7 separate regions of the Mus musculus genome follow, and regions 1, 2, 3, 4, 6 and 7 are each linked to region 5. Evidence: chromatin contacts called from public HiChIP or PLAC-seq and promoter capture Hi-C data. All regions are on one chromosome and are shown on one strand. Each heading gives the region's core, a stretch centred on a gene start, on an enhancer-like site or on the middle of the called end of the contact. The rest is flanking DNA. Distances are from core to core; before and after follow the strand shown.

Region 1 (2,911 bases), core at 387-2,886, 1.7 Mb after region 5:
ATGGCTATGAAAGAGTGGGGATATGTTGAACAGTATAGGGTGTGTGTGTGTGTGTATGTGTGTGTGTGTGTGTGTGTGTGTGATTTTTGGCATGTGCAATATGTAAGTGGTAAGTATGTGTTGTATATGAACACGTAAGTGTGGCATATGTACACAGAAAGAGGCCAAAGGAGGACACAGAGTGTCCTGCTCCATCACGCTCTACCAGAGTCCTTTGAGACAAGTCTCTCTCTGAACCTGAAGCAAGGCTGGTAGCCAGCATCAAGCCTCAGCAGTGCTTGGTTTCTGCCCAACACAGTACTAGCATGACAGGCACATGCACAGCCATACCCAACGTTTTACACAGGGAGATGATAGAGATTTGAACTCAGATTCTCAAGTTTGCACAGCAAGCACTCTGACCCACCAAACCATCTCTCTAGCCCCAGAAAGCAGGGCTTCTAAAGCTTGTGACTTGTTTTCTTTTAGATGTGTACTTGATCTTTGAAGAGACTACTCATTCCTGAAATGAGTAAAGGACCCAAGGAACTTCCAAGATGGTAATCTCCTCAAAAGTTGACAAATCAGGTATCAAATATGAGCCTTCATGAAACATCAAAATACCTTTAAAACAGCCAGCAGTCACAACATCCCCAAGAAACATTAGTCTAACTATACCAGACTGCTTCTCAGTACAGGGATTAAACCAGGCACATGCTAGGCAAGCACCATGCCACTGAGGTATTCTCCTCTTTACAGAGGCAGGATATCTTTTGAACTAGCAATTCTCCTGCATCAGCACCCAGAACTTAACATAGTGAAACCCACTCATGCATTCATTTCCCTTGCATTGGCATTGACCCTATGCCACCTAGATGTCAAGGTCCCTCCCTGGGGCCCCATGGACATCTTCACAGTCTAGGACCCATGGGTTGAGGAACAGCATCCAAATAGCTCTCCCAGTAAGGCCAACCATGAGGTTAGGATAGATGGCTCAGCAGTTAAGAGCACTGACTATTCTTCCAGTGGATCTGAGTTCAATTTCCAGCAACCACATGGTGGCTTACAACAATCTGTAATGGGGTCTGATGCCCTCTTCTATAGACAGAGGCAGTGTACTCACATATATAAAATAAATAAATATATCATTAAAAAAAATAAGGCCAGCCATTCTTTACCATTGCTAACCACTTCTGTTAGTAACCCTGGACACAGTTCAGTATTCTCTCCACATGGTCAGCAGACATCCTTCCGAGGCATCTTCACCAGAAGCAGATTTGCAAGTTCATAACAATAACAACGAAACCCCAAGAAGGAACTGAAAGCACCGCATGGAGAGAGAAGACACACAGAGCGGACTTCCCCATTCAACCAAGAGGAGGGCCAGGCTTTCCTGGCACATGCACCTTCCTCAGAAGCCAGTTCTATAGAAATTAAATCATTGCCCAAGGGGACTCAGAATCAAAACGTAAACTCTGCTTTGAGTTAAGTGCAATGGACCGTTTTCAAAAATCCCCACCAAGGCTCAAGAAGTCAGTATTTTATTGAAAGATGGGGAAAGAAAGCTGGGGTTAGCTTCCCAGGAAAAGTAGTACTTTGACAAAAGTCATGATTCTGACACAGTCCTCGGTCACCTCTATGATGTATAGACTCTAAGCTACAGCAGTAAGTAAGTCCGGATCTGGCCACTTCCCTTCCAGGAAAAGCAACAGGCTGGAGAGCAGGCCATGCATACCATCTGGAGTCCTTACAGAGGTCGGGTTCAGGATTGCTGAGACAATCAGGGTGAACTGGGTAGGGAGGTCAAGGAAAGATGCGAGGAATCTCTAAGGCGTATCTATTAAAACCACAGTGAGCTAGCACATTGTGTTCATTTGGAGATAGCAGGTCGTGCCCTGTTGGGAATTGGTTCTAATGCTTTGTCTTAATTTGGCTCTCAAAAGCTGCACTGCCAGACCTGAGAACCCCTGCCACCAGCTGGCTTCAATTGATAATAAAGGATTGACTGACGTACAGTCAATGGCTGGGCAGGAAGATGGAGGCAGGACCCTTAGATTGCTTGGGCAAGGGAGAGAGGAGAAGAACAAGAGACTGGCCATGACTTGGAGGCAGAGGGATCAGATTTAAGAGCTATAGGAGAAAAATCATCCAGCAATGTAGGTGGAAAGGGAAAGTGGCCCATGGGGGTTGGAGGAGGGGGCTGCCCAGAAGGTAACAGGGCAGGAAAGATAAAATATACATTTAGAAGGTGTTAAGCTAGGAATCCCAGAGTGGGATTCGGGGAAGTTTTGAAGTATCCAACCATTGAGCTAGTCAAGGCATATCAAAATCAGCTGGCGCGAGTCCATGCCCATGTGCATGAACATGTGTGTCTTTCATTCGAGAACCCAGAGCTCTTGGGCTGGTACAGCCTATGAGCAATCCTGCCAGGAGCCAGAGTGGTTTAATTAATTTACTGCTATGGCTATTAGTTTTTGTGGGTTTTTTTTTTAAGCCAAAGAAAATGACGTGGAGACATGATGAAGTAAGATGGTGACCTGATAAGAAGAGAGGCATGAACGAGGAGTGCTCTCTCACTGAGGTGGCACTGATGGTGATCATGAGCCACTACAGAAAGGCTCTGAGCTGAGCATCTGATGATGAGGGGCTCCTGAAGCCACTGCACTGCTGAGTGGGCAGCAAAGCGAGGCAGCACTGAGAACAACGTGTTAAACACAAGGCCAGAGACTGCAGACGGGCTTGCTGCCAGGCCTGACAGCCGGAGCTCCAGCCTTGGGCCCCAGGCAGAGGAAGGAGTACACACAAACACACACACACTCACACACACATACACTCACACACATATACACATACACACTCACACACATACACTCTCACACACATTCACACACTCACACACACACTCACACACACATACACTCACACACATATA
Region 2 (3,129 bases), core at 102-2,601, 1.9 Mb after region 5:
TAATCCCAGCACTTGGAAGGCAGAGGCAGGTGGATTTCTGAGTTCGAGGCCAACCTGGTCTACAGAGTGAGTTCCAGGACAGCCATGGCTATACAGAGAAACCCTGTCTCGAAAAACCAAAAAACCCAACAAAACAAAAACAAAACAAACAAAAAATTATTGACAACTTTGTCTATTACCTCTCTCGTTAGGCCAAATTCTCACTTTTTATTATACAAATGTTTAAAGTCAGCATTCCAATTTAGATATCTTAGATCCAGATTTAAAAAAAAAAAAAACTCGTTGTTTGAACATTTTGAATATGTTACTCTGTAATTTCCAAGTAGGTTAGTTGCATTCTGTCTAGACTCTTTTCAGAGCAAGTAAAATTAAGAGTATACTTTTCTTTGTCTTGGTCTCCATGGGTGAATTACAGGAGCATTTAACAGGTATTTAGAACAGGTATTCCTACTTCGTGCAGTAAAAAATAAAGGTGAATTTTATTTTTTCTTGCTTGTCACTTACCCCACAATTACTAAAATGCAACTTGAAAGTGTGAGATGCCCTCATTATTAAAGGACTGTAAGAATAGCTGACAGATGCGGCCTTTCAAAAGAACAGCACTTTACCTAATGGCAGCTAAGGAACTGGAAGCACCAAAATAGCCACTATTAGGTACCGCTGGGTACACTAAAAAATATGGCAATCCCGATTAATTTGTAAATCTCCTGGCAGGGAGGATGAAAGGACGAAAAAACATTTTAGGTGCGGGCTTTTAATGACTAGTCAAACATAACATGAGTCACTGAAATTTTCCAGTTAAGGATCCTTTTGCCGGACATCCTTGGACCTTTATGAGCCACACGCAGTTTCAGCTGTAACATCTCATGGTTTTACTGCCTCTTCCAAAAATGAATACATAAAAGGAAAGACGCCTCCCGCCGGCTTTGAAATGTAGGGCAAACTCTGGCTGCGGGTGGAGAGAAAGAGAATAAGGTATATAGACTGGGAGACAGAAAAGGCGCCGAAAAGGGAGAAGAAAAAAAAATTCCTCTAGGTTAGGCCTGCGGACCGGGTGTTCTCACAGGCTAGGGTGGATCGTCGCCTCGTGCGGAAGGGCTCGGCCCACCGTCTTGCCCTAGCCGAGTAGAGCCTACCCCTACCCCCACCCTGCGACAGATGGGCCACCAGACTTCTGCCTCCTCGCGCTGCCTGCCGGGAGTTCCAGCCGCTTCCGGTGACGCTTGAGCGCTGAACTCCGACTCCCGTCAGCCCCCGAGAAAACCGCACCGGGTCTTCGCGGGTACTGTCGGGACTTGTAGTTTAGCTATCGGCCGCGCTTCGTAGGCGGAAACGCGGGCGGACACAGACGGGAACTACCGAGGCGAAGGTACGGGTGGTAGCGAGAGGTCAATTCTCTCCAAACGTGGGGTTGGCGGTGAGGCCGGCGGCGGTAGTTGGGGTTGGGTGGGAGGAGATCCTTTCGCACACACGAGGAGGGTTGAGCCGCTGTCGACCTGGTCTCGAGTGTACTGTCTGGACTGTAGCTGCTGCCCAGGACGCCGGCGAGTGAGTCATTGACTGTCAGCTCCCCAGTCTTGCCGTCCTCCCCGGGTCAGCGCGGCCTGCTCCTCCCCGGTCGGCCGCCCCCGCCTCCATTTCCCGCCCTCTCTTCACCACACACACGGCCCCCCCGATCATGGATCCTAGCAGCGGCGGTGGCGGCGGTGGCGGCGGCGGCGGGAGCAGCAGCAGCAGCGACTCTGCGCCCGACTGCTGGGACCAGACGGATATGGAGGCCCCCGGGCCCGGGCCTTGCGGCGGCGGCGGGAGCGGCAGCGGCTCCATGGCCGCGGTGGCCGAGGCCCAGCGTGAGAACCTCAGCGCGGCTTTCAGCCGGCAACTCAACGTCAACGCCAAGCCTTTCGTCCCCAACGTCCACGCCGCTGAATTCGTGCCGTCCTTCCTGCGGGGTCCGGCCCAGCCGCCGCTATCCCCAGCTGGCGCAGCCGGAGGCGACCACGGAGCAGGCAGCGGCGCGGGAGGCCCTTCGGGTAAGTTGCCGGGCTGGATATCCCCAAGGCACGGGCGGCGGCCTGGGGCCGGAGTTCCGCGGTGGGCTGGGTGGAGAGGACGGGAGGCCGGCCGGCCCGCACGTGGGGCGCTGACAGCGGCGCCGGCTGGTCTGGGTGGGGCGCCTCCAGTCTGGGAGCTGCTTGGCTTGGGGCGCCTGGGCCAGGAGGAGCAGAGACCAGGGGACCCGGGGGCGATTGCCCCGCCGCGGAAGGCCGCACGCGGTTCACCCCTAGGCATAGGAACTGTATGGGACCCTGCCAGCCCTGGGCCAGTCAGTGCCACGAGGCCCAGAAGTGGGGACTGATAGGGCTTGAAGTCCGGCAGGAGGAGGGTGTGAAAGTCTAGGGTTTGGGGGACAGGACTTGTCTCTTCGCTGGCCCAGAGAGCTGCTCCTACTGTAGTTTCTACGTTTGGAACTGTAATTGCGTTTTAAGTATCGGTGGCACTAAAGCGACCTGAAGGAATCCCAAGATGCATTGCAGGCTTGTGATCCGCCAGAAACTGTTGGCTGTCAATACAAAGACCTTTTTTCACCCTTAACATTTTGAATACTTGAAAAGTTTTTTAAATGTCACAAGGATTCCTCAGTACTAACATGTGGTAGTAAACCTCATTGATTTATGTGCGGTTTTAAGCGGGATTTAAGACTTTTTCTGAATGGCGTGTAGACTTTTAATTGTTTTAAAAGTATGGCCCTTATAAGGGTTGCTTATAAAAGCTTAGTTTGCGTTCGTGTATTAGTCTAGTCTGTTACTTAAATACTTCTGATAACTTAATATTTGTCACATAAAGTAGCTACTAAATACACTTTCTGTCGTTTCAAACTGCAGTCTTTAAACACCTTTTTACAAACGGGCTGTATGTTTGGTAGCCTGCTTTCAGGTACAGATTTTGTAGCAATGCTGTTGAGTGAACTTAAGTATTGCCTTCATGCTGATGCTTTTTTTTTAAATTAGGTATTTATTTCATTTACATTTCCAATGCTATCCCAAAAGTCCCCCACACGCTCCCCCACCCATGACGATGCTTTTTTGAGTAAATATGGTATTGTCCTAAAGAAAAAAAGAAAGAAAG
Region 3 (3,019 bases), core at 82-2,581, 1.8 Mb after region 5:
ACTGTAAAAACCCCTCCATTAGTCCCCTCAATAAGACCACAGTTCCATAAACTTTGCTCTTGAGCAACAAAAAGCATCTAACGTTTTTTTAAAGATGCACAGAAATAATTTAAAAAACAAAAAATTAAGACTGCCCTTTGCTCCTTTGCCCTAGCACCCTCTCCGCTCCATGAAACACCTGAGTGCAAGTCTAGAGACTGGGTGCAGAGACGAAAATCCAGCTGCACAGTAAGAAAAAACAGAAACTACGAGGGTAGGCGGGTCCTCCTAAGGGAATCCAGATCCCTGAGTCCAGCAGGAGAATCAACAGCCAACACAAGCCTTCCCTGAGTCACTCCCATCTCCACGCGCAACACCCAGGAATGACTTAGCACCAAAACATCAAAACATCATCAGGACTCTTCAGAGGGAGGCTTGAAGACACAGACTCCGACAAAGGGACTAAACTTCGGTATCACTGAGCACAAGCCGTCACAAGCACCTGCCTCTCACTTCCAGACTCCCCACCCGCTCCACCTCCCTGCTGGTGGTATTGGCTTGGGCAACGCTTGAGCCCCATTTAGGTTCAGCATTGGGCAAGAAGGAAAGGGCTTCAGGACACAACCGGAGACTTCAAACGATGAGCTAGAGGAAGACATGGAGAGAACTGAAGCATGAACTAACAGCCCAAATACAAAAGGCACAACCGGGAGAGGGACGCTGCGAGGCTAACTGGCCAGCTCTGGGGACACAGGTGCAGGGAAGAGGAGGGAAGAAGACAAAGCTGTCCTAACACTGAGACCTCTGGGGACCCGGAGCTGTCGCTCTGGTTTGCTGTGTGTGACAGGGGTGTCTAGAGATGCTCTTTGCCTTTGGAGAAAGAGGAGTCACTGGGTGGAAGAGACCTGGAACAGAGAATAACTAAAAACCAGGGGCTGGTAACTGGAGCTGAGTCCCAGGAGGGTCACGGGAGAAAGAGGGACTAAGGCAAGTACCAGAGATCTGAGAATCCGGGGTGCGGAAACCTGTCAAAGGGATCGGCTGTCTGGGAGGGAATTGGGAGCAAGCTCTGCTCTAGGAGTTGGCTGTCACTGGTGAGGCAGAGGGACAGGAGCGCCAGCCCCGGGATAGTGGGAGCGGTGCAGGAGACTCCGGGCCAGGGCTCCGAGCCTGCGAGCGACCCCGCGGGGGTCTGCAGCGTGTGAGCACACCGGGCCCGGAGCGTGCGGCTGCAGTGGCGCTACGGGGCGGGTGACAGCAGCGGGGCCGCCACTCACCGCTCATGTTGCTGCTCCCGGGGCCGCCGCCTGCCTTGCCGCCGCCGCCGCGTCTGCAGCCGCCGAGCTCCACACAGGCCGGGAGAACGCGCGCCCCGCCCGCTGGCCCCGCCCCGGAAGCAGTGACTCTCCTAGGGCCCGCCTCCCGACCCGGAACCAAAATACTCGGGCAAATCGACGCCCCAGGGTAGCAGGGAAGAGAACCGGCACCTCACAAAATCAATGCCTCCCAATCCCCGAGCCAAGAAAAAGACATCCATTTAGACTGAAGTTCGGACAAGGATGCGATATACGCGTACCGAGAGCTTGGAGTAGTGTGTTGCATGTCCGTCAAACCAGCACTCGGGGGAAGGCAGGTGGATCAGAAGTTCAAGGTCAACCTTGAACTACTCAATGATTTCGAGGCTAGATGGGGCTGCTTGAGACTGTCTCAAAGAGAAGAGAGAAAAAAAGAGTAATGGGCCTGCAGGGCCTGGTGGTACAGGCTTTAAATCCCAACATTCAAGAGGATAAGTCAGGAGCCTGAGCTGCAAGAATTCAAGAGCTGTGGATGGCCGGCGTGGTAACGCACGCCTTTAATCCCGGATTTCTGAGTTCGAGGCCAGCCTGGTCTACAAAGTGAGTTGCAGGACAGCCAGGGCTATACAGAGAAACCCTGACTCGAAAAAAAAAAAAAAAAAAAAAAAAAGTTTGGTAGAGAGGGCACATGCCTTGCATGCAGGAGGCCCAAGCTTCAACTCTCTGTACAAACAAAAACAAAAGGTGAATTCAAAGCCATTCTGGGTAACTTCTCAAGACTCTCGAAATAAAAAGTAAAACCGGAGTGGTAAAACCGGAGTGGTGGATATAGTTCAGTAGTTGGAGTAGCACGTGCAAGGCCCTGCAGGCAGGAGAGTTTGTACTTTCTTGATGATGGATGTGGGAATAAAAGTGCAAAGCACAGTGATGCAGTCAGAATTTGAAACTTCACTTACAATCCTGGTGTGACCATGCACACCTTTAATACCAACATTCACAGAAGAATCGAATTACTGCCTGAGGCACTTGGGAGAATTTGTGGTGGGTGTGTGTGTGTGTGTGTGTGTGTGTGAGAGAGAGAGAGAGAGAGAGAGAGAGAGAGAGAGAGAACTTTCTAGAATGAGAATGCATTGTAATGGGTCTGAGGAGAATGACAGTGGGTCAGTGGGTTAAGGGAACTACAAGAGTTGTCCAACTGACTCTAGGCAACAGTGAGAGGAAAGGTGGGTAGGTGCTGAGAGAACACAAGAGCTAAATTCACAGCAACTGTGAAATCCAGGGTTTTGCCCTATTTTAAATATGGAGTTGAAAGACTATTTTGCCTGCTGGATATGAGGCTGGAGTCACCCAGCCTGGAGAACTTAGGCTCTTGATCAGAAATAAGAAAATAATGAAGAGCTAGAAACTGTAGTAGCTCAGTGGAAGAACACATGTGTGCCATCCTGGATTTGATTCCAATAAAGAAAGGAAAGGGAGGTGACTAAACCTGCAGGCTGCCCTTTACCAGTGGTCTTAAGTCCTACAGAGGTTTCACATGGCTTCAGCTAAAATCTTCCACCTTCCACCCTGGGAGGACACAAACAGCGCTCTCTCCCCAGATGCTAGCATCTTCACGTGGAGCTCTCCAACTCCACAAATGAGGCAGACCAAGTGTGGAACAGGTCCTGCCTTCCTATAATCCCAGTCCAGAGAGAATCAAGAGCTTAAGGCTAGCCTGTAAGGAAAATGATATGTCGAAAAACCAA
Region 4 (2,941 bases), core at 277-2,776, 1.5 Mb after region 5:
AGAGATGGATGAATAAAGAGACAGCAGAGTTTGCAGGAGAGCTGACAGGAAACAGTCCAACCAGAATCACACCATCAGTGACACGAAACCAATCTTACACATCTAGGCTCAAGTATCCGCTTAAGGAAAATGAAAACGGGAGGGGTGAGCCGCAGCACCATTCAGTGATGTCATCAGGGAAGCCAGTATAAAACTCCAGGATGGGAACAACCCAGTGTTGTATATCAACTGCAAGGGAGAGAGAGAGAGAGAGAGGAGGGAGGACCCAACAGACAAAATGTAAGAAAAAAGCCAGATTCCCAAAGGCAGGATGGTGGACAGCAAAGGCTGAGGGAAGAAGAAAGGAGTAGGGTTTTGTTGCAGGTGGAGAGTCAGTCAGTCTCCAGAGAAGCATGGCACCATGGTGGGGACGGCTGCACAACACAGGAAAATACACTGCTGAGCTGTCTGCTAAAATGGTTGGAATGAGGTAGGTACTTTTACATCCATTTTTAAATTGTGAGGAAAAAACCTAAGAGGCAATCAATGAAATTATAACATGTGAGCCTCATGTGGATCCCGGATTTTAGGAAGTTATTAAAAATGAGACAGTTGGACATTTGAATACTGCTTCTTGCTGCTGTAAAGGATTTAGGACATAAGAGGTGGGGTGGCATGGCATTTACAGTTTCTTATTTCTAAAAGGTTTTCCCTTTTGTTTAAATTTGTCTCTTGTATATTATATCCCAACTGCAGTTTCCCCTCCATCACCTCCCCAAATCTCTCCCCTGTACCTCCCCTGTGCCCCAGGCCCATCCCACCTCTGCCCTCCCCTCAGAAAAGGGCAGGCCTCCCAGGGACATCCACCAGATACTGCAAAACAAGATAGAAGAGCATTTTCTTATTTTCGACATATACAGTAGGATGCAGAGATAAAATATTACTTACTTAGTGTTTGACTCAGATAATATGGAAGGGGGAAACAGGAAGTGGTATGTTGAAATAGAACTGACGGCAGCTGGTGAGAGCCAAGCTTGGCAATGGAGACCTGAGCATGCTCACTGCTTCCCTGCCAACCTTTGGAACTTGCTGTTTTGCATAGGAAGTGTTTAATGAAGATGAAGCTATGGTGGGCATGCATGGAAGGACCAGCATCCAACCTGACAGCATCACAGCTTGAAATGTTCCAAGTTGGGATGAAAGTAAACGTCTAAAGGACATGACTGATCACAGGTTGTCTCATCAGATACAGAATGACTGAGCCAAGGAAAGCATCAAGCAGTTCTTAACCAGGGGTGTCTGGGGAGATGCAATTAGTACTCCTCTAGTTAAAAAAAAAAAAAAAAAAAAAGGCAGGGATCCCAGAATTCACAGGTCAGCCCTACAACAACAAACAATTGCCTGTGACTCGTCCTACACAGATGCTCCTCAAACCAATCTACCTAACAAAAACAATCAAAAATGAGCAATGAAAAGCTCCATCCCAGCAGACCGCATGGGTACAAGAACACAAAGCGAAGCCTGTTTCCTGGCTGCAGAAATCTGTCCACACAGCAGAGCACAGACACACAGTGGAAGGTCTAAGTCAGTTGAGAGCACAGCACTGTGGAAGGAACATGGAATGCGCCTGTATGACAAGCACATACAACTGCATGACTCTCTAATGATACAGTCTGCAGGTGCAACAAGGGTGTGTGCTTGTCTACTTCCTGTACCTTCCTCGGTCACTGACACCGGCAGAAATGAACTAACTCGGGTAGCAGAAGCCTGGTGGAGCCTCAGGGAGAGCAGAGTGAAGTGGCAGGGCTCAGACCTGCTTCCTGGTGGGGAGCACTCACCGGTCCTCGGAGGTCAATCAGCTCCTGCCTCATTTGGGACACCAGGGCTTCCTTGGCCACCAGGGCCCTGTGTAGACGCTCGTTGAACTCAATCAGCTCCCCATGCATCTCAGCCACCTGGAAAGGCAAGCAGGACATCATCAGCCTCAGGAGTGGCCCTGCCCATGCTGAGCCCCTGCTCCTGGCAGTCTCCCTCCTGCCAGAGACCATGGCACTGTGCACCCAGCAGTGGCATGCAACCTTGAGTTGAATGAGTCTGGCAGTTTATGGTTAGACCATTTCAACCCTTAACAACACTTGTCCAAGGGTTGTCTAAGTTATGTTTGTTGATAAAGTTCCTGCTGGGGCTGGGGGTGCATATAGATAAGTGGTAGCGTGACTGCCTGCCATGTACAAGACCCTGAGTTCAATACTTAGCAGTGCAAAAATAAATTAACCAATGGTGATGATGATGTCCCAGCTAGTGGTGCAATGGGAATAAATGCAGCTCCATTCACGAAGTCCCTGGGTTCAAGTGAGAAAACAGAAATGAGCTCCTTCCTAACTGTGGCTGCACACTCCTCAGCGGCGCCACCGCTCGTCACCATTGACTCTGTCTGCAGCACAATAACATCTTTCCCATGTTCTTAGTCAGCTTCTTATGACAGCTTTGAGGGGCAGATGGATTGATCCCACCTTCCACAAGCAGCTCTGAACTCAGGAGCTTCGAGAGCCTGTTCCAGGCCGTGTAATTGGTTCCTGGAGGGAAGATTAGAGCCCTGGCTGGGTGCTCTAAAACTACACCAACCCCACATGCAGCTGGTCAAGCTTGAGCCATAGAAGCTTCCAAACTCAATTATTCAACATATTTGGCTGGTTCCCAAAGAAGCAAAGATAGAAGTGCTATAAAGTCGTTTGTAGCCAATGCAAGGCCACTCAAGTATGCAATTCAGTGAACCATGAGAGGGTGTTCTGAAATGCTGTCCCTGAACGCTTCAGGAAGACCCCTGGGCAAGCAGCCTCACTTGGCCAGACTGCTGCCTCCTAGCAGACTCCTCCCAAACGTGGACTCACACAGCATTTACTACATGTTAGGATATACATAATGATGCCAGGCTATTTGTCACAGGTATTTAACATGATAC
Region 5 (3,228 bases), core at 47-2,546:
CAGCCTTTAAAGGAGTTGTTAGTGACTCTTCTCAGCTGACATTTTCTTCCTGGCCACTACACCTAGGGGATCATCAGATTCATCATGCTAGGCTATGTCCACATCTCTCAACATCCGCAGCAAGGCATGTCTCATTCCACTGTCCTCAGGATCACCTGTTCTCTGTAACCCAGATTGATCGCTCCCTTAGCTTTAACTTCTGCACCCCCACCCCCATTTCCCTAATCCCTCTTCTTTTGTTAAGTCTCAAGGTCTCCTTTTCTACTAGAAAGTAATAACTCTCAGAGACCCTATCATCCTCGTCATTGTCCTTTTAGGGACCACACTCTGTCCTCCAAACACCCTTATATCCAACTTCAAACTCAAACACTATTCCTACCCAGATTCTGATACCGTCTCTCCTTTGCAGTGCAATTCAATCCACTACTCTACCTCAATGTGTAGCCTACTCGCCCCTCTCCTTTTCAGTGTTAAGGAGTGTGTGGGACCCGTATTCTCAGTGTCCTCAAACTGTGTCTGGGCCCTGTATTCAATGCTCTCCCATGTCAATAGAGGAACCCAAGACTTTCTTGGGATGCATTCTATACTTGGCAGTCATCCCGCAGTGTCAGAGTCCAGGATCTCCTTCCAGGACCCTCACTCAATGCCCTCCCTTGTCGTGGCAGCCACTTCAATTTCCCTGGGGTTCCCTTCCCTCCTTCGCAGCGACTTGGAACTGTGTAGGTGCCCCGCATCTCCCCCCTGGGATCTTAATTCATTCCCTTTCGTGCCCTGTTTAAGATCTGCATGGGCTCGGAGTCCCTGCAACCGTACAGCTCCGCGTTCCTACCGCGCCGATCTCGCATCGGATGTCCCCCAAACCCTTGGGTCTACCCATCCCGCAGTCGCACCTCCTCGGCCGGCTGCGTGTTGAGCACCAGCACCAGGCAGGCCGGGTGGCAGTGAAGCCGCAGGAAATGGTAGAGGAGCCGGTCGGTGCCGAGTCCGCGGGCACACACCACCAGCCCGTCGCTGTCGAGCAGTTCCAGCACCTGCTGCCTCTCGTACTCCAACAGCGGCGCCATACTCCGCCGTTCGCCCGACAGGCCTGGCTCCATGGGCGCCCTTCCGGGACCGCGGCCGCACGCTGACGGAAAGAGCCGAGTCCAGCCGAACGCTGGCCGAACGCAGGGAGAGACGCCAGGGCCGAAGGAGCGCAGAACAGATGTAACTGCAATGGCCGACTGAGAGAGGCCGGATGTAGCCGAAGGGAGCCGAGTTCAAGAGAGCCAACCGATTGTAGCCGAAAAGGAATCGAGGCGGGGACAAGTGTGGCCGGAATGTGCCCGAGCCCAGGGCAGGTCTACCCGAACTCAGCCGAGAGGCGCAGAAAGCGTTAGCGCGCGTGCGCGCGCGTGTGTTTAGGTTCCCCATCCTTTGGCTCTCTAGACCTAGGCATAAACTAACAAAATGCAAACAGAGAAGTCTAATCCGCGTAATCCTCCAATACCGACAGTTCAGAATGTTGCTGTCAGTATTCCAAGTGCATCCAGAATCGACATCGTTTTCCTAGTGTGAGGGTTTTGTCTCTACTTTTGCAAGTATTCCTCCCCCTCCCCGCCTTGAAAATTTTTAATAAGCACAATACCTTATGAGTTTCAGTCTCTTGTTTGCAAAGGTCTTGAACTCAGTAAGTTATTTTACAAAGCCTCCATCAGGTGCCAGTTGCAGCCGCGTTCCTTCCACTAGAGGGACATCTTGGGTCGTGTTTGTAACTACCTAAAAAAACCTCCAGGTAAGCAATCTAGGAGGCATTCTCTCTCAGAATTCTCCATTCCCCTTTATTTTCAGCCCATACGAAATACAAATGAAGGCAAAATAGGATTGTTCCATTACTCAGGAATAACCATGGTTAACAACATACTTTTGCGTGCCCCCTACCCTCTGCCGCTGCTCAGTTTGTGCGGCTGCTTGCCTGCTTAATTATATGAAATAATAAACAACCAAGATTCGAAACCAGATTTTTGGTTTCTCCAGGTGGGACAGGCTATCTCACTTGTTGAAGTAAATTCAAGGCCAGCCTGAGCTAGAGATGGAGACCTCCAGCACAAATATAAAGGGTGTTAGGATGTAACTTAGTGGTAGATCCTGAGTTCCGTCACAAATTTTCCCTAAATCTCTGTCCTTTATGTGGCTGGGTTTTCTGTAATGTGGAGGCATATACTTGTCTAGTTACTGGAGAACGTTTAGTTGGCTCCCACTCCTCCCACCAGCACGCAACATAGCATTTCACTAGCTTAGTTCATACAGAAGTTCACTCAAACCCTCAAGGTACGTTTCTCGAATGGACGATTAGTGGGAGAAAAAGGACACATTTATTTGAGTTTGCTCGACCTTCATTACATTGCCTTCCCGTTTACCAATCTCCCTTCACATCAGCCGCTGCAAGTGGATTTGTTTTCTCTCTCTCCTCTGCTTCTTCCAGCGTTTTCCTTCTGTCTAGTCACAGTTAAAAGAGCATCTAATAATTTCTGCATCTTCCTGAAGTGGACAGAGATGCCTGCAGACGCTTTCCGCGCAGCATGTCTGGGAGCCAGGAGATAATGCCTGCAGTTCAACAAGCCGGTTATATAATCAGGCAAGGCCACAGAGCTGGATGGTATGTTTCTTAGCGTTGGTTCAGGGTACAGTAAGTAGTTACTCAGCACACATTCAGAGGTGGGTGTGTGGGTGTGTGGGTGATTCCTCCCAGGTTGTGGCAGGCAGAATAATGCAACCCAAAGATTGAATTCCCAGAACCTATTATTTTTCATGGCAAAGGAGACTTCACAGATGTCATTGAGCTAAACTCTTGAGATGGAGAAATGATATTGACTTATCCAGGTATGCCCAATATAATCATAAAGATGTGCTTAGGGGCAAAGGAGAGGCAGGGGACTTAGCTTCAAAGGGGACTGTGAAGGAGAAACTAAGGTCAGAATGAGGTAGAAAGTGCCAGGAACAGAGCGTTGAGGAGCTGAGGAACTCCTGCGTTCTCCCTTGGGAAGCCAAGACGTATCCCAGCCACCCCCAACAACCCACTGTTGGGGGACGTTGCATTTTTGTTATTTTAAACCTCTGTGTTTATGGTGCTTTGTTGCAGCAATAATGGGAAAGGGATGTACACGCTTTTCTTATTTTGACCACACTGAACTTTGAAGATGAAGTTCTCCGCTTATCCAAACAAACAAACAAGCAAGCAAATGAATA
Region 6 (3,282 bases), core at 290-2,789, 1.5 Mb after region 5:
GGTGTGGTCTAGGCCACACGCCTAGTGCAACGGTCACCAGACTCTAAATCCTCTCCACTCCCAGCCTTCTGGGTGGAAAACAGGTTATACGTCCCCCCCTTTGAAGACACAACTCTACGTGCTTAACATTCCTGGTTATCCCAGTACTGATCTGTGAGCACAAGGACCTACATGCCTCCTCTACATACACACACACACACACACACACACTCAGACACACACACATACACGCACACACACATACACGCACACACAAACATACACACACGCACACACACTCACACACACATACACGCACACACACACATACACGCACACACACATACACGCACACACAAACATACACACACGCACACACACTCACACACACATACACGCACACACACATACACGCACACACAAACATACACACACACACACGTACACACACACACATATACATACACACACACACACACACACACCTCCAAAAGCATGGTCTGTGCTGTGAGAGCACACTAGGAGCACAGGGAAGCCACTGTCTGCCTGCCACGTCTACACTGAGCTCCACCACCTCGCTGCTTCGTCCCTGCCTTCTATGTTTAGCTCCAGAAGAGGAAAGCAACCATAACCTGGCACAGAGCAGGGACTTCGGTCAAACAGCTGAAGGACATGCATAGGATTTCAGGTTAATGACATACCAATCATATCAGGCAGAAACTCTCTTAATGCAGTTTCTGTCTCTGCTAATGGCTCCAAGGGACACCTTTCTGTCACCCCTCTCTCTTCAAATCAAGGTTCTTCAACTATTCTCATGGGTTAACGTTGTGCATGTCTGGCCCACAAGCCTAACAAGTCGTGACCTGTGTCTCACTGGTTCACTCTCCTTTCTGCATGCAACAGACTTAATGGTCTTCTAATGGAGTTAGGCACAACAGGCAGCTTACATAATCTCACAAGTCTATGACTCCCTGCCACTCTTTGCTCATTAAATAAATAAATCAATCTGTCTACATTGCCAAGACTCTGCAGCTGGGAAGAGGATGGACTTGTCTCCAGAGTACTGCTCTGCATGCTACAGCAGCCCTTATCACACAGGCACTGCAGCAGCCTCCAACTCCCTCAAGGAGCCAATGTGGTTTTATGACTGCTGTTTCTGCCAGGCACCCAGAGCAGTGACCAGTGCATAGTAGGCATCACCAAGCACCCACAGAGTAAGCCAACAACATAAAGCAACAATGACGGCATCACCTACCTTTTAGGTCTGCTTTGAGCACTAAAGTTGGTTTCTATAAGGGCCCAATGAGTGCTGAGCTGTGTCACTTAACCCGCAGGAGCTGGGTGCAGACTGAGCCCTATAAGAGGGCTCACACACATCCCAGCCCCTGGAATGAACCTGGGAATGCCCTGTATGCCTCTAAAGGGAAATGACTAAGATAGTGACCAACCACAGCAGCACACAGCAGTAGATACAGGTCACAGAAGCCATGCTGAGCAAGGAGCTTGGAAGAATGCAAGCTGATGGGAACATAGCAGAACGTCCTGCAGGGTGTTGCCATGGCGAGGTAGTTGGCTGAGGCAAGTGACTATTAAACCAAATAAACAACACTCAGAGCAGAGGTAGCTGCTGGTCCAGGAGTCCAGGGTCAAGGTCATGGAAGAAGTGAGGGTTACCATGAGAGAATCTCAGGGTGGCAGTACTTTGCTGGCTGGTGGGGTACAGTGTCATTTCTTTGACTGTCAACAAACCATGTCAACACATTTCAACTACACCATGCTTTGACAAGAGGCCTGTGGGAGAGAACACTGTTCAGACTGACCTTGAGATAGTTGTACAATCCTCTAGGCTTCCCAGATGCAAGACCCCACGTGTCCCCCCACATTCTCCCACAGATAAACTCCACACCCCTTCTTGATCTCGATGCTTTCACAGCAGATGCTTACACATAAGGTCTGTGACTCTGTACCAGACATGGGGGGAAGGACAAGAAAATACTGCAGAGCAGTCCTTATAAGGCAGAGACCTCATGTGCCCACTCTTCACTTAACACTCACAAAACACATGTGGCAGGAATCCCCCCACTACCTGAACCAGTCAGAAACCACATCCATGTCCTCCCCAGTACCACCATACATCCCAGGCTATCACCTGCCAGCTACATAGTGTAGATAATCCCTCAGCCTGAAGACAAAACTCAGTTGGCATCAGCCCTTGAGGTAGTATGCAGCTGCAAACTGAATGATAAAATGTGGACCTGGCATGGCCTGGGTGCCTTTTCCTTATGACACCCCACACCCTTACAGAGGAAACCCATCTTCAGAAGAGCCTGCCTGTAAACCACTCAGAAGCAGAAGGCTAAGGCTGAGGAGAAAAGAAGGGCCTGACTGGGAACTCCCTCTGTGCTAGGACCAGTCATAGCTTCAGTCTTATCCAGTATCATGATACAGCTCTGCAGCCCACTGAGGGGACAAGTGGTCCCAGAGATATTCTTGGGTGTCCATGGCTCTCTCACCCCAAAGCTTTGATGAGCTCAGAGACAATTCCTGTCCATACTGTGGCTGGCACTTACAGTGAATCCAGTGGGGAGCTCAGCCATCGAGTCTGACCGTTCTTACTATATGAAGATAGGAACTTTAGGGAAGGATCGAAATGGGGAAGCCATATGGATTCCTTGCCTTTGTCCCCAGAGGCCATGTCTTACAGTGGCCCAAGGCAACTATCACCCTTACACTTAGATGTTACCTTCAATCCCTCCTGAGGCATACAGAGGCAGAAGTGTAGAGCAGTCTTTCAGAGACATTGCCACCCTCAGCATCAGCTGTAACGGAGCAGGGATTTCAAGGCCTGTGTAGCACTCTTTGGTCCAAGATTCTGCTAATCCAGCAAACTGTGAAATACATTCAAGTCTGTTTCACATTTGAACAGGTTACAGCTGCCAATACTCTGCTGTGACAGACTAAAGAGACAAGTGACTTCACCCAGGTTAAGTGGGGATGTTGCCCTTTCCTGTTTGAAACCCAGGGAAAATAATGAAAAGGCCATCCCTGTCCCAGCATAGCAATGGTTCTTTCTCAGAGAGCACATGAGTCCCATGTCAAAAGCAAGTCAAGCAAACGGCTATAACCACAAAGAGGGTGACTGACAGTAAAAACAGTAACATTTCATATAGCGCCTTGAGAAAGTAAGAAAGAATGCCAAAAAACTTTCAAATACAGAAAATGTGACTGAGTGTGGATCTTCAATGTCAATGTATCAGATTAGGAGGCACCTAGGAGACTGGCAAGGTACACTCCTCTCAGTAT
Region 7 (3,062 bases), core at 508-3,007, 2.0 Mb after region 5:
AGTCTGTTAGTTGCCTGATCAGAATCACTTCCTCAGGACGAAGCTCAAGAGGTAGGATGCTGAGAAGCCTAGGAAAGAGTTTGGGCAAACTGCAGGTTGTTAAGGTGAGTAGTGTGTGGGGTGGGGGTGGGAGATGGGGGTCACCTCCAGGACTCTGGTGATAGTATGGAAAACTAATACTAACTGGCACATGTTAGGACTTGGTTATCTCCATTGGGTGGTTTTGTTAAAATAATCTTACAATTTTATGTGTACAACATTATAACCAGTGCCCATGGAGGTCCGATCCCCTAGCACTAGAGCTATAAACTTTTATGAGCCTCGTGTGGATGCTGGGAATTGAACACTGGTCTTCTAGAACAACCAGTGCTCTTTTAATCACTGAGCAATCTCTCCAGCCCCACATAGGAAACATTTGATCTAGATTATTTTGCCCTCCCTACCAACTTTACAAAAAGATTTTATTTTTAATTATATGTGTGTGTACCTTGGAGGACATCAGATTACCTGAAGTATGAGGTAGTTCACTACCTGTAATTTAGAACCAAACTTGGGTTTTCTGCAACAGCAGTATTCTTACTACTGAGCCTTGTCTCCAGCCCCAACCAAAACTTTATTTTGAAATAGGGCCTTGCTAAATTTCATAGTCTGGCCTTGAAAACTCTATGCAGTCCTGGTACAAGTGGTCCTCTGGTTTTCTCGAGTGGTTGGGACCACAGTTGTGTGCCACTAAGCCTGGTTTAAAAAATTATACACAACTCATATAAACCTAATTTTGGGAGGAAAAATGAAGATAATTCACCCTGTATCTTAGGCTGGCCTTGCATTCTTATTGCTTGGAGGCGTGAGGCAGACAATGTCCTGACTCCAATACTTTCCAAACTTTAATCACGTCTGCTATGTTTCTGTGGATTTGCCCATCAAGCATGGGTCATAGAAATGGGATTACACAATATACATCCATCCTTTTACTTAGAGCTGGGTTCTTTTGTTGAATGTAATTACCACTTATCAGTACTTGTCTCAAGGTTTCTACTGTTGTAATAAACACATGAACAAAAGCTACTTGGGGAGGGAAGGGTTTGTTTTGGTTACACTTTACCATCATTGAAGGAAGTCAAGGTAGAATCCTGCAAGCAGAAACTGAAGCAGAAGGCATGCAGCGTTATTACTACCCCATTACAGAGCAGCCCGGTCTCCGTTTTATTACTGTGTCCTCCAGTCCTTCTCGCCTCTGCACGAGGCCTCCCCGCCCCACTTTCTGAAAAGCAGAGATAACAAACTGCACCCATGTCCTGAAGGGTCTGTCAACAGTGTTGACGCACTAGCGACAATCTGAGCCCTAACAGTACCCGGAAGGGCCGACCAACGGAAGGACTCGCTAAGGAGACACCACCAACTAGCTTCCGGACGCGAGGATGTAGCGTCAGCGCAGTGAATGAAGGACAAGGTCTAGCTTGAGTGACTGCAAGCCTGCGCAGAGTCGCTACAAGAGAGGCGGGACCGGTGGAAGGCTGACGCGGCCGCGAGTGCTGCGAGCACCCGCGCAGACTCCATGGGCTCGAGGGCGTGGCCCCCAAAGGGCGTGGCTTCGCGGGAAGCCGGCATTCGCGCAGGCTCCGAGTCGGAGGGCGGGGCATCTCTGAAGTGTGGCTGACGTGGAGAGTCCGGGTTAGTGAGCGCCGCTGGCTGCGAGGTCCGGGAGTGACGTGCGGGGCCGGGTCCCCGGGCCCGAGGTGGCGGCAGCGACGGTATAAAGCCGGCCACGGGGAGCATGTAATGTCGGAATGCGGAGGCCGCGGCGGCGGCGGCGGGAACAACAGCGAGGACGCCGAGGACGAGGGTGGCGGCCCCAAGGGCTCAGGCTCCCTCAGCCCTGCCGGGGCGGCGGCGTCCTTGGAGGGCCGGATCCGCCGCGGCTTGCGCGGCGCCTCGCTTATGGCGCGCCAGCGGCCAGAGCTGCTGTGCGGGGCCGTGGCTCTCGGCTGCGCCCTGCTCTTCGCCCTCAAGTTCACTTGCAGGTGAGGCTGCCGGGACTCAGGCTCCGCGGCCAGAGCTATGCCACCCCGGCTGCGCGGGGCCAGCTCGGGGCCTCCGGGGTCGAGGGTTGTTTGTCTTCCTCGGGGAAGTCGAGCCTGACCTTGCCTGCGACCACAGGCTTGACCTTCCCGGCGGCCGCGGTCCCCCACTCTCCTAGTTCGGCGTGGAGGCGTTTCCAGGGTGCTGCTCTATATCAATTATGTACCGAGGGCGTTTGGCCCTGTTTCTGAGCTGCTTCTCACCTGTTGGGGTCTCTCGGGGTGCACATGTCAATTCTTGCTCAGGCTATAATGCTCAGTTTTAATTCATTCCATTTTCCTTAATGCTTGCAGTGTGATGATTCACAAGCCATTTAGGGGTCTTAGTCGCTTTTGGGAATCCAGGCAAGCCTTTGATATACTGACAGTGCACGTTTGTACTGAGCACCCGTTAATGCTGAAGACAAAAATCCCCGTTCCCTGGAGTTCTCATTGAAGTGATGATATACAATAAACAAACACTTCAGAGACCTTAATAAGTGCTATGCAGGGAATAGAAGGATGAGGTTGGGTAGGGCAGAAAGGGCCTTCATAGGAAAATGGCATTAGCCACTTACACAAGGAAAGGAAGGGGCAGAGGTGGAAGAGCTGGGGTAAGAGCTATTACAAAACAGTTAAGTGCAAAGATCTGGAGTCTGAGCAAGCTTGGTCTTTTTGTGAAACTTGGAAAAGGCCTGAGTAGGCTGGAGTTTAGGAAGAATGGAAGCTAATGTGCATCTTTTCAGAAAATTGTGTAGATAGATACAAAGTTTATATTTCAATTATACTCCTTGCCTCAGATCATCAGTATATCATTTGACATTGCAGTTTATAAAATCTGTTATCACTTGACATATCCTCTTGGCACTTCTGTCCAGAGGGAGATTTATGTGGGCACAGATTGAGTGTAATGAACACAATATGAGATCCCTGAGGTCAAGATGGGCCAAAAATTAGGAGTTTTAGGGGGAAGAGACTCGTTTTTTTAGTGTTTGCAATGTGTTA

What was found. Promoter capture Hi-C pulls out the DNA fragments that hold promoters and counts their contacts. HiChIP or PLAC-seq counts read pairs in DNA pulled down with a chosen protein or histone mark.
Region 1: a contact with region 5 is called in an H3K27ac HiChIP or PLAC-seq map of large pre-B cells, with 11 times the contacts expected there. The contact joins the enhancer-like site here to the promoter of Ercc4 in region 5. A contact is called at or near these places in 3 of 39 promoter capture datasets (the C10 cell line, hippocampal neurons and pre-B cells), 2 of 115 datasets of contacts at active chromatin or transcription factors (embryonic stem cells and large pre-B cells) and 2 of 9 other capture datasets (embryonic stem cells and liver).
Region 2: a contact with region 5 is called in a promoter capture Hi-C map of hippocampal neurons, with 13 times the contacts expected there. The contact joins the promoter of Gspt1 here to the promoter of Ercc4 in region 5. A contact is called at or near these places in 2 of 39 promoter capture datasets (the C10 cell line and hippocampal neurons), 5 of 115 datasets of contacts at active chromatin or transcription factors (astrocytes, embryonic stem cells, extraembryonic endoderm stem cells and 2 more) and 1 of 9 other capture datasets (liver).
Region 3: a promoter capture Hi-C map of hippocampal neurons shows a contact between it and region 5, with 10 times the contacts expected there. The contact joins the promoter of Snx29 here to the promoter of Ercc4 in region 5. A contact is called at or near these places in 6 of 39 promoter capture datasets (the C10 cell line, cranial neural crest, embryonic stem cells and 3 more) and 4 of 115 datasets of contacts at active chromatin or transcription factors (astrocytes, embryonic stem cells and large pre-B cells).
Region 4: a contact with region 5 is called in a promoter capture Hi-C map of hippocampal neurons, with 10 times the contacts expected there. The contact joins the enhancer-like site here to the promoter of Ercc4 in region 5. A contact is called at or near these places in 5 of 39 promoter capture datasets (the 3T3-L1 cell line, the C10 cell line, hippocampal neurons and 1 more) and 3 of 115 datasets of contacts at active chromatin or transcription factors (differentiating embryonic stem cells, large pre-B cells and stem cell-derived neural progenitor cells).
Region 6: a promoter capture Hi-C map of liver shows a contact between it and region 5, with 6 times the contacts expected there. The contact joins the enhancer-like site here to the promoter of Ercc4 in region 5. A contact is called at or near these places in 7 of 39 promoter capture datasets (the 3T3-L1 cell line, 3T3-L1-derived adipocytes, cranial neural crest and 2 more), 2 of 484 Hi-C or Micro-C datasets (the N1E-115 cell line and cortical neurons) and 4 of 115 datasets of contacts at active chromatin or transcription factors (astrocytes, embryonic forebrain, embryonic stem cells and 1 more).
Region 7: a contact with region 5 is called in an H3K27ac HiChIP or PLAC-seq map of extraembryonic endoderm stem cells, with 11 times the contacts expected there. The contact joins the promoter of Txndc11 here to the promoter of Ercc4 in region 5. A contact is called at or near these places in 2 of 39 promoter capture datasets (hippocampal neurons and pre-B cells) and 2 of 115 datasets of contacts at active chromatin or transcription factors (astrocytes and extraembryonic endoderm stem cells).

Annotation. Positions count from the first base shown.
Region 1 is chr16:11,384,361-11,387,271 of GRCm38.p6, reverse strand. The region is part of intron 4 of Snx29 (sorting nexin 29); the gene reads right to left. Among named protein-coding and RNA genes, the nearest start is that of Snx29, 63 kb to the right of the region's middle. Within about 2 kb of position 1,636, at least 73 of the 459 cell types and tissues checked have an H3K27ac peak or open chromatin away from gene starts, as enhancers often do. A contact at or near this core is called in pre-B cells, where this site is marked.
Region 2 is chr16:11,252,547-11,255,675 of GRCm38.p6, reverse strand. Gspt1 (G1 to S phase transition 1) reads left to right here and starts at 1,351. Exons shown (of 15, transcript NM_146066.2): 1 at 1,351-2,033. The coding sequence starts at 1,679. It overlaps LOC115488671, which reads left to right and starts at 2,040. Exons shown (of 2, transcript XM_030249388.1): 1 at 2,040-3,129. It overlaps Mir1945 (microRNA 1945), which reads left to right and starts at 1,231; the gene lies at 1,231-1,308.
Region 3 is chr16:11,321,216-11,324,234 of GRCm38.p6, reverse strand. It overlaps Snx29 (sorting nexin 29), which reads right to left and starts at 1,331. Exons shown (of 21, transcript NM_028964.4): 1 at 1,257-1,331. The coding sequence starts at 1,263.
Region 4 is chr16:11,630,451-11,633,391 of GRCm38.p6, reverse strand. Snx29 (sorting nexin 29) reads right to left here. Exons shown (of 21, transcript NM_028964.4): 16 at 1,818-1,934. Among named protein-coding and RNA genes, the nearest start is that of Gm32100, 48 kb to the right of the region's middle. Within about 2 kb of position 1,526, at least 37 of the 459 cell types and tissues checked have an H3K27ac peak or open chromatin away from gene starts, as enhancers often do.
Region 5 is chr16:13,107,804-13,111,031 of GRCm38.p6, reverse strand. Ercc4 (excision repair cross-complementing rodent repair deficiency, complementation group 4) reads right to left here and starts at 1,296. Exons shown (of 11, transcript NM_015769.2): 1 at 891-1,296. The coding sequence starts at 1,097.
Region 6 is chr16:11,587,783-11,591,064 of GRCm38.p6, reverse strand. The region is part of intron 15 of Snx29 (sorting nexin 29); the gene reads right to left. It overlaps Gm32100 (a long non-coding RNA gene), which reads right to left. Exons shown (of 2, transcript XR_384676.2): 2 at 2,534-2,867. Among named protein-coding and RNA genes, the nearest start is that of Gm32100, 5.7 kb to the right of the region's middle. Within about 2 kb of position 1,539, at least 25 of the 459 cell types and tissues checked have an H3K27ac peak or open chromatin away from gene starts, as enhancers often do. A contact at or near this core is called in the N1E-115 cell line, astrocytes and liver, where this site is marked.
Region 7 is chr16:11,133,227-11,136,288 of GRCm38.p6, reverse strand. Txndc11 (thioredoxin domain containing 11) reads left to right here and starts at 1,757. Exons shown (of 12, transcript NM_029582.2): 1 at 1,757-2,021. The coding sequence starts at 1,780.